2 separate regions of the Mus musculus genome follow, and region 2 is linked to region 1. A link is a contact called in public ChIA-PET data. All regions are on one chromosome and are shown on one strand. Each heading gives the region's core, a stretch centred on a gene start, on an enhancer-like site or on the middle of the called end of the contact. The rest is flanking DNA. Distances are from core to core; before and after follow the strand shown. Region 1 overlaps Runx1 (runt related transcription factor 1). Region 2 overlaps Setd4 (SET domain containing 4).

What was found. ChIA-PET counts read pairs in DNA pulled down with a chosen protein or histone mark.
Region 2: a contact with region 1 is called in an RNA polymerase II ChIA-PET map of effector CD8 T cells, with 6 read pairs. The contact joins two enhancer-like sites. A contact is called at or near these places in 1 of 15 datasets of contacts at CTCF or cohesin (embryonic stem cells), 2 of 484 Hi-C or Micro-C datasets (CD8 T cells and Th1 cells), 1 of 115 datasets of contacts at active chromatin or transcription factors (effector CD8 T cells) and 2 of 9 other capture datasets (embryonic stem cells and liver).

Annotation. Positions count from the first base shown.
Region 1 is chr16:92,800,261-92,803,905 of GRCm38.p6, forward strand. All of the region lies in intron 2 of Runx1 (runt related transcription factor 1), which reads right to left. Among named protein-coding and RNA genes, the nearest start is that of Runx1, 24 kb to the right of the region's middle. RefSeq lists enhancers at 1,236-1,768, 1,390-1,624. Within about 2 kb of position 1,496, at least 132 of the 459 cell types and tissues checked have an H3K27ac peak or open chromatin away from gene starts, as enhancers often do. A contact at or near this core is called in CD8 T cells, Th1 cells and effector CD8 T cells, where this site is marked.
Region 2 is chr16:93,584,374-93,587,865 of GRCm38.p6, forward strand. Setd4 (SET domain containing 4) reads right to left here. Exons shown (of 12, transcript NM_145482.3): 9 at 3,446-3,492; 10 at 1,864-1,944; 11 at 806-929. Among named protein-coding and RNA genes, the nearest start is that of Setd4, 18 kb to the right of the region's middle. Within about 2 kb of position 2,203, at least 118 of the 459 cell types and tissues checked have an H3K27ac peak or open chromatin away from gene starts, as enhancers often do. A contact at or near this core is called in CD8 T cells, Th1 cells and effector CD8 T cells, where this site is marked.

The sequences.
Region 1 (3,645 bases), core at 246-2,745:
TTAATCTTTAGTTAGCATAAAAATAGCAGGTTTCACGATGACATTTCTATGTATATAAACACACATGTATATGTATATGTGTATATGTGTATGTGTGCATGTATATGTATATAGTATTTTGCTCATATTTATCTCTAGCACTCTCCAAATCCCCTTACCTCACTGCCCTCCCTCTGGTCCCCCTTCTGTTGTAAGAACATATTTATCTGGCTTTTTATTCATCAGATACACACAGACAGTGATGAAGGGTATTGGTGGTCTTTTCCCCGTGTTCTCTAGAATAGCAAAGGTGAACTTGAAACTCTAACTTAGGTGTCAGGATCCAGAAGGCCCTCGGCGATAAAGGGGATGCCATCATGTGTTGCTCAGTGGCCCCTTCTTGGATGATTTAACATCAGCTCTTAGATGCCATTTGCTGTGACATAAGATGTCCACTTAAGTGGTTGTGTGTGTGCATATGTGTGTGTATATATGTGTGTGTGTGTGTGCACATGTGTGTGCATGTGTGTGTATGTTTGTGTCCACTTTGTAGTCCACCACAGCCTCAGAGTCATTGCAATTCCCCTGCCTCAGCTTCCTCAAAGCCGGGATTATAGGTTGTAACCACCACACTGACTGTCACTACTTTGAGAAGTAGGTCCTATGGAGCCAAGAAGGCAGCTTTCCTGTTGATTCTCAATACCACTCTCTGCTTCGGAGGGTCAAGCTGTTTGGTTCCCAGTGAGTTTGTGGTCATACCAGCGGTTACCCACTGACTTCTCATCTGCCTAGCTTATCTGATAACAGGCAAATGGGGAAGAGCTTTTAATACCCCCTGAAAGGGGAAGGAAGATGGGCACGCAGTTATTCACATCGTGGAACCAGGCCAGGGCACATGACTCCAAGAAGGAAAACTATCTCCATGCTGGACTCTGGTGTCCCCTTTGCTTTTGAATCTGGTATTTCAGCTCTCTGTGCCCATCTTTCTGTGTGTCTCTGTCTGACTGTGTGCCTCTGTCTGTGTCTGTCTGTCTCTCTGTCCGTCTCTGCCTGTCTCTGTCTTCCTCCGTGTCTCTGTCTCTTTCTCCTTCTCTGCCTCCCTCCCTCTCTCCTCTATTAAAACCAGGTCACAATAGCCCATGACGCAGAAAGACAAGAACTCTAGGTTCCAAATGTGTCATTTTCAAGACAGTTTAGTTCAAGACCAGGGTCTGCAAGCCTTGCCATTCCCCCGACTCCCGTAGCGCCCCCCCCCCCCAGGTGTCAGCAACCCATCAGGCGTCAGGGTTCCCTGCTACCCTCTGATCAGCTCTGCACTGCACTAAGGAGTTTTTTATGGAAAGCAATGGTCCCAGTGGCTGAAGGGTCCAGCAAGTGGCTGGTAGAGCCAGCAAGGAGCGATGGAGGGATGGTGTGAGGAGGAGACAGGAAGGGAGGCGGTGACACAGGCCTTCACAGGGCCGCTGCAGCTAGGAACTGCTGCAAAAGCAAGCTGCCCACGTTATCAGTGGCGCGCAGGCCTGCGGTTTTCTCGCTCTTGCAACCCGGCTTCAACTGCCGGTTTATTTTTCGACAAACAGGATGCCTCCATCTGAGGCTGTCAGCATCCCAGGCTCTTTGAGAAGAAAAGAGGTAGTGAGGGCCCCACCCTAGAGCCCAGCCGGGAGGGGTGGGTGAGAGGTCCTGTTTCTAGATGCTTCCCAGAGAAGTGAGAACCTAGCAGGTGCAGTGGCCAGGGTTCAGGAGCGTGTCAGGAAGGGTGGGGGTGGAACTTACACCTCCCACCCCCACCAGACTTAAATGGACTCCCCACCTCTGCATGGGTCCCAAGGCTAAGAGTTCCAACTATAAGGGGATGGACAGCTTGGGCATGGAGAAGCTTGCTTCTGAATGCCTGTGCAGAACACTTGAGAGCCACCAAGTGCTGATCCTCTGGTCCACAGACCAACCAGTCCTAAGATGGGAAGTGCTAGGGCTGTTAGCATGAAAATGCTTAAGGATGCACAAGGATATAGTGGATGGGAGAGTGTGTGTGTGAATTTATTCCCTGGTTTTATGAGAGCTACTTTGTTAATGGGAAATGGAGTTTCTTTATGTTCTAGAAGGAACGGGAGTTTGAAGCAGGGAAGGGATTTGAAAATCTCAGCTAGAGAGATGACTCAGCTGTGAAGAGTGCTTAGTGTTCTTCCAGAGGACCAGAGTTCTCTTCCCAGCATCCACCTCAGGTAGCCAAGACTGCCTCTAACTCCAGCTCCAGAGTAATTAGGTACTTCTGGCCTCTGAGGGTATCTGCAGTCACATAAAGACACGAGAGTACATGTGCCCTCACACAGGCACGTACACGCACACAGACATAGAAACACACACATATATACACAGAAACACACATACACATGAAGCACACACACACACACACACACATACGTTCATGCACACACCACACATACAGACACACAGGAGTACAGATATCTACATTCATGCACACACACATCCACAAACACACACACACACACACACACACACACACACACACACACACACACACACACACACACACAATAATAAAATCTTTTTAAAAATCCTAGCTGGGAACGCCTTCAGAAACGGGAGAACCCAGATCAGTCTTTCATCCAAAAGATGGTAGGATCTGACAGAAAATACTCCGAGCTGTGCAGCCGAGCCAGAACCCTGTTTGTCCCGGGAAGCAGACGTGTCTTCCATGCGGATCTTCACAGACATAGTTTTACAGAAACTGGGTTGTAGTTAATGGCTCAGAATTTAGATTCCAAATTTTAGATCCCAAAGCTTAACTTGTTCTCAAATTAAGCCTAGCACTGTGGCCTGAACTTTAAAAAAAATGAATACCCTGAATTTCATATAATTAGCAGTGTCCTATGTGGAGAACTGAGGAAGCCGACTAGGAAATCCACTGTGTTTGGACTGCTCACCAGCGAGAAGACACAAAAACTACCAGATGCTCCGTGTACGCCTGAAGTTACATCAAGATTCCATTTTGACATCACCACAAACAGTCAGGGCTTCCTGTTACAGACTGTCATTCAAAGACCTTGGAAGCTACAAGGACTATTAAGGTACTGAGTTTCGGGCTCCCCCAGACTTGGGGTTTCTCAGGTGAGCTGTAGAAATTTGTACTGTCAAGCCAAGGACTCGGCGGTATGAAAAGTTCAAGCAACTTTACTGTGGCCTTCTGAGCACAGGCAAGGTTGCCCCTGGCCTGGTCTGATGCCTTTCTTGCATTGCTGATGTCCTGCTGAGTTAATTTTTTTTATTTACAGAGTGTTTTGGGCCTAACTTTGCCTCTCTACCTAGATGGCAAGTTCTGGAAGGCAGTTATAGGTAGTTTCATGCTGGCATGGCAGGTCATTTTGTAGCAGAGAGTCACATGCGTGGACCACCCCAGCAGATCTACGGATGCTCTTGACTGCTAAGTGAGCTAACAGTCTTACCTACGTGGCTTTGGTTTCAGAAGAAGCTGAGAAGAAAAATGAGGTAGCGAGTGGGGAACATTTCATAGGAACCTGGTTATGTGGTTAGTGGGAGTGGGGGAGGAGAATGGGGGAAGGGACTGGGGGAGGGGAGTGTGGATCTGCTCAGCTGTCAGCTGTGTGGATTACAGAGAGAATGGCTTCCAATGTTTTACAACAT
Region 2 (3,492 bases), core at 953-3,452, 780 kb after region 1:
CAAGCCTAGGTATCAGGCCCTGGGTTCCAATCCCAATGTCACAAAAACGGGGCGGGGATCAGGAGACCCTTTGTGTGACATCAGCAACAAGCCAGGAGGACACAAAGTTAAATGAAATAGGCCAGAGCCTCCATGTTCTACTTAGGACTGCAGAAAGAATGGCCGACAGCACGTGAATGGAGGCGAGACTGTGGGGATGTCCGTCAACACACAGAGGGGAGAGAGCTCTCTGGACAGCAACACGTGAGCAGAGTTAGGAACAAGGCACCGTGTTCATCACACAGACGATGAGAGCTCTCAGCACAGAAAGTCAGGTGGACAATGCTGTGCTTGGTGAAGCCACTCCACAGGTGTGTGTGTATCAAGCACCGCTGTGCACTGTACACTACATATAAAACTTGCAGTGGGATGTGCTGGCCCACGCACGCACACGCAGAAGCCAGAGGGGGATGCTGGGCACCAGCTCCTATTGCTGTCTACCTCTATTGCTGTGAGTCAAGGTCTCTCACTTAACCTGGAACTCACCGCTGGACTAGGCCAGCTGGCCAGCGAGCCTCCTTAATTCTCCTGGTTCCACCTACATCCACTGGTTTCTGCCTATCCCCACCCCAGGCCCCGGGAAAACAGGCTGCCATCCCAGCTTGCATGCCGGTCGTCACCATCAGGCCAGCTCCCCAGCCGCATTTACTTAACTTGTAAAATGTAAACCTGTTAACACAGCCACATTTGTTCATCAGGAACTCTCAGGACTTCCCTAATGGCACACATGATAAGCAGCCTCGGGACTGAAACCTTGGGCCCACACCTTGCGCAGCACAGCGTGCGTCTCCTCGATGACGTCAGAGCATATTTTCTGGGCCACGCCCAAGCTTGTCTTCTCGTTTGTATCGGAGATGACTTCGCCAAGGAGCACCTTTTTCCAGGATGTGCTAGAGCAGAAATATTCAATAAAGTCATTTCAGCAGGTCCCCGTTACCGGAGATGGCACTCACTCTGCAAGATGACACACAGCACGCCCATTCTTCCGGAGCACAGTGAAGCTCGGCTCCTAAGCCGTGACATCATTCAGCTCCTGAGTGGGAGCCACCAGCACGGAGGAAGAAAGAGGAGCAGAGTAAATCAAGGGCCAGCTAGTCAGTCGGCTCCCGGCCAGCAGAGACTGGATTCTATTTTCACAGCAGTCCTGGGTCTGGTGGACAAGTCATTGAAGTCACACCCACCAGCTACAGGGGCACAAGGGGCAGAAACACAAAACCGGAAGGCCAGGCTCTGGCAAATGGCCACAAGACTCAGCAGCTGTAGCACTGTGTGCTCCTTTAAGGGAAAGTTTTTCCTAAAAGGTGACAGCCACAAACACAGCTCACTGCCACACGCCCTCCAAATGGAAGGAGTCTGCAGCTAGGCCATCCTCTACACCCAGGTGAGTCAGTCACTCACGGTGCCTTGGCTTGCAGAGGTGAAGGCTCTGGGGTGTGACTGGCAGCCCTAACCCCTTAGAAAGGGTGAGGAGCCTGAGCAAGATGAACGTCTACACTGGGTTCTTCTACCCGGCTCCTTTCACGAAAAAGGCCTTCAGCGGGGCTGGTTAGGACAGTTAGAGGGTTGTGGTTAGAAGCTTGCTTACCACAGGAAAAGCCACCCACTGGCAGATGTGCCCTGAACAGTGACAGCGCTGACAATACTCAGTCACCAGGGGTCACCTGGACAGAGGGGCAAGTTCTCAGAGCCACGCACTCTGGAAGGCTAAGGCCCCTGAAAGCAGCGGGGCACAGTCCACTCCTTCCCTCTAAATCCAAGCCTCCCAAACCCCTCAGCTTCACCAGGAAGTAGGCGCAGCTTGTACGTAATGCAGGGGAGACTTACAAGCGCTCGGCTTCCAGACACAGCAACTTGAGAGCCGTGAGTAGCCTCCAGGACGGCCCATCCCATCCAAACGTCAGATTTCTACAAAAGAGAAGCAGGCAACACCAAATGTGTCGCGTAGAAACGACTCCGTGGCAAGCACCCAAGGAAGCCAGCAGTGGCTTTGAACAAGTACAATGCTAGGTCACCTCCACACAGAGGCGAGAAAATCAGGCTGCGGCTACGACGAATGAAGCTGGGTAACACCAGCCTCTGTGTGGGTCACTCCACACAAACGGAACCTGCTCTGACTGCTCTGGGCTGTGCTGGCTAGTTGATGTCATCTTTACACAAGCTAGAGTCACCGGAAAGAAGAGAACCTCAGCTGAGGAACTGCCTCCCTCAGATCCAGCTGCAGAGCACCTTCTTAATCAGTGAACAATGGCGCAGGGCCCCGCCCACTGTGGGTGGAGTCATCCCTGGGCAGGTGGTCCTGGGCTCTATGAGCAAGCAGGAGGAGCAAGCCAAGAGGAACAAAACAGTAAGTAGCTGTCTTAGTCAGGACTTCTATTCCTGCACTAACATCATGACCAAGAAGCAAGATGGGGAGGAAAGGGTTTATTCGGCTTACACTTCCACATTGCTGTTCATCACCAAGGAAGTCAGGACTGGAACTCAAGCAGGTCAGGAAGCAGGAGCTGATGCAGAGGCCATGGAGGGATGTTCATTACTGGCTTGCTTCCCCTGGCTTGCTCAGCCTGCTCTCTTATAGAACCCAAGACTACCAGCCCAAGGATGGCACCACCCACAAGGGGCCTTTCCCCCTTGATCACTAATTGAGAAAATGCTTTACAGTTGTATCTCATGGAGGCATTTCCCCAACTGAAGCTCCTTTCTCTGTGATAACTCCAGCTGTGTCAAGTTGACACACAAAACCAGCAGTGCAGCAGCACCCCTCCATGGCCTCTGCATCAGCTCCTGCCTCCAGGCTTCTGCCGTGCTTGAGTTCCTGTGATGTGGAAGTGTGAGCCAAATGAACCCTTTCCTCCCAGACTTGCTTTTGGTCATGGTGTTTTATCACAGCACTAGTAACCCTAACTAAGACAAGGCTAAAAGCCATTTCCAATCAATTTCAGCCAGACACTGAACTTGGTCACGGGACCACAGCAAGCGGCCTGGTAACTACATCACACGTTTACAGTGAGATGAACACAGAGACCCTGGTCATCCCGGAGAGCAAACAGCCACTGTCGCTGTGTACCCAAAAAACCTGATTTTATCCAGAAAAGAAGACGTGAAAGAGCTGGGGATCCGGTGTAGGTCACCGTCCCTGATGTTCTGCTAGGGACCAGCATGGCCTGTGACAGCGCAGCTCCACCCCACCTGACCCGGGCCTGGGTCACGGACAGGACTGTTTCAAGCTTGACTCTCACCCCTTGAGTGCCTAGGACAACAAGCCCAACTTGCTACAGTCTAAGAGCTTAATAAACACCCACCTGACAGCCAACACAGAGACAGGAGGGTCACACTTACAGAAACCAGAGCCAGGAGTATTCCCATGGGAACTCCCTGAAGGGATAATTTCCAGACAGAAAAGCCTTACCCTGTAAAGCCATGATCCTTCAAAATGGTTATCTTCCTGTGGAGCTG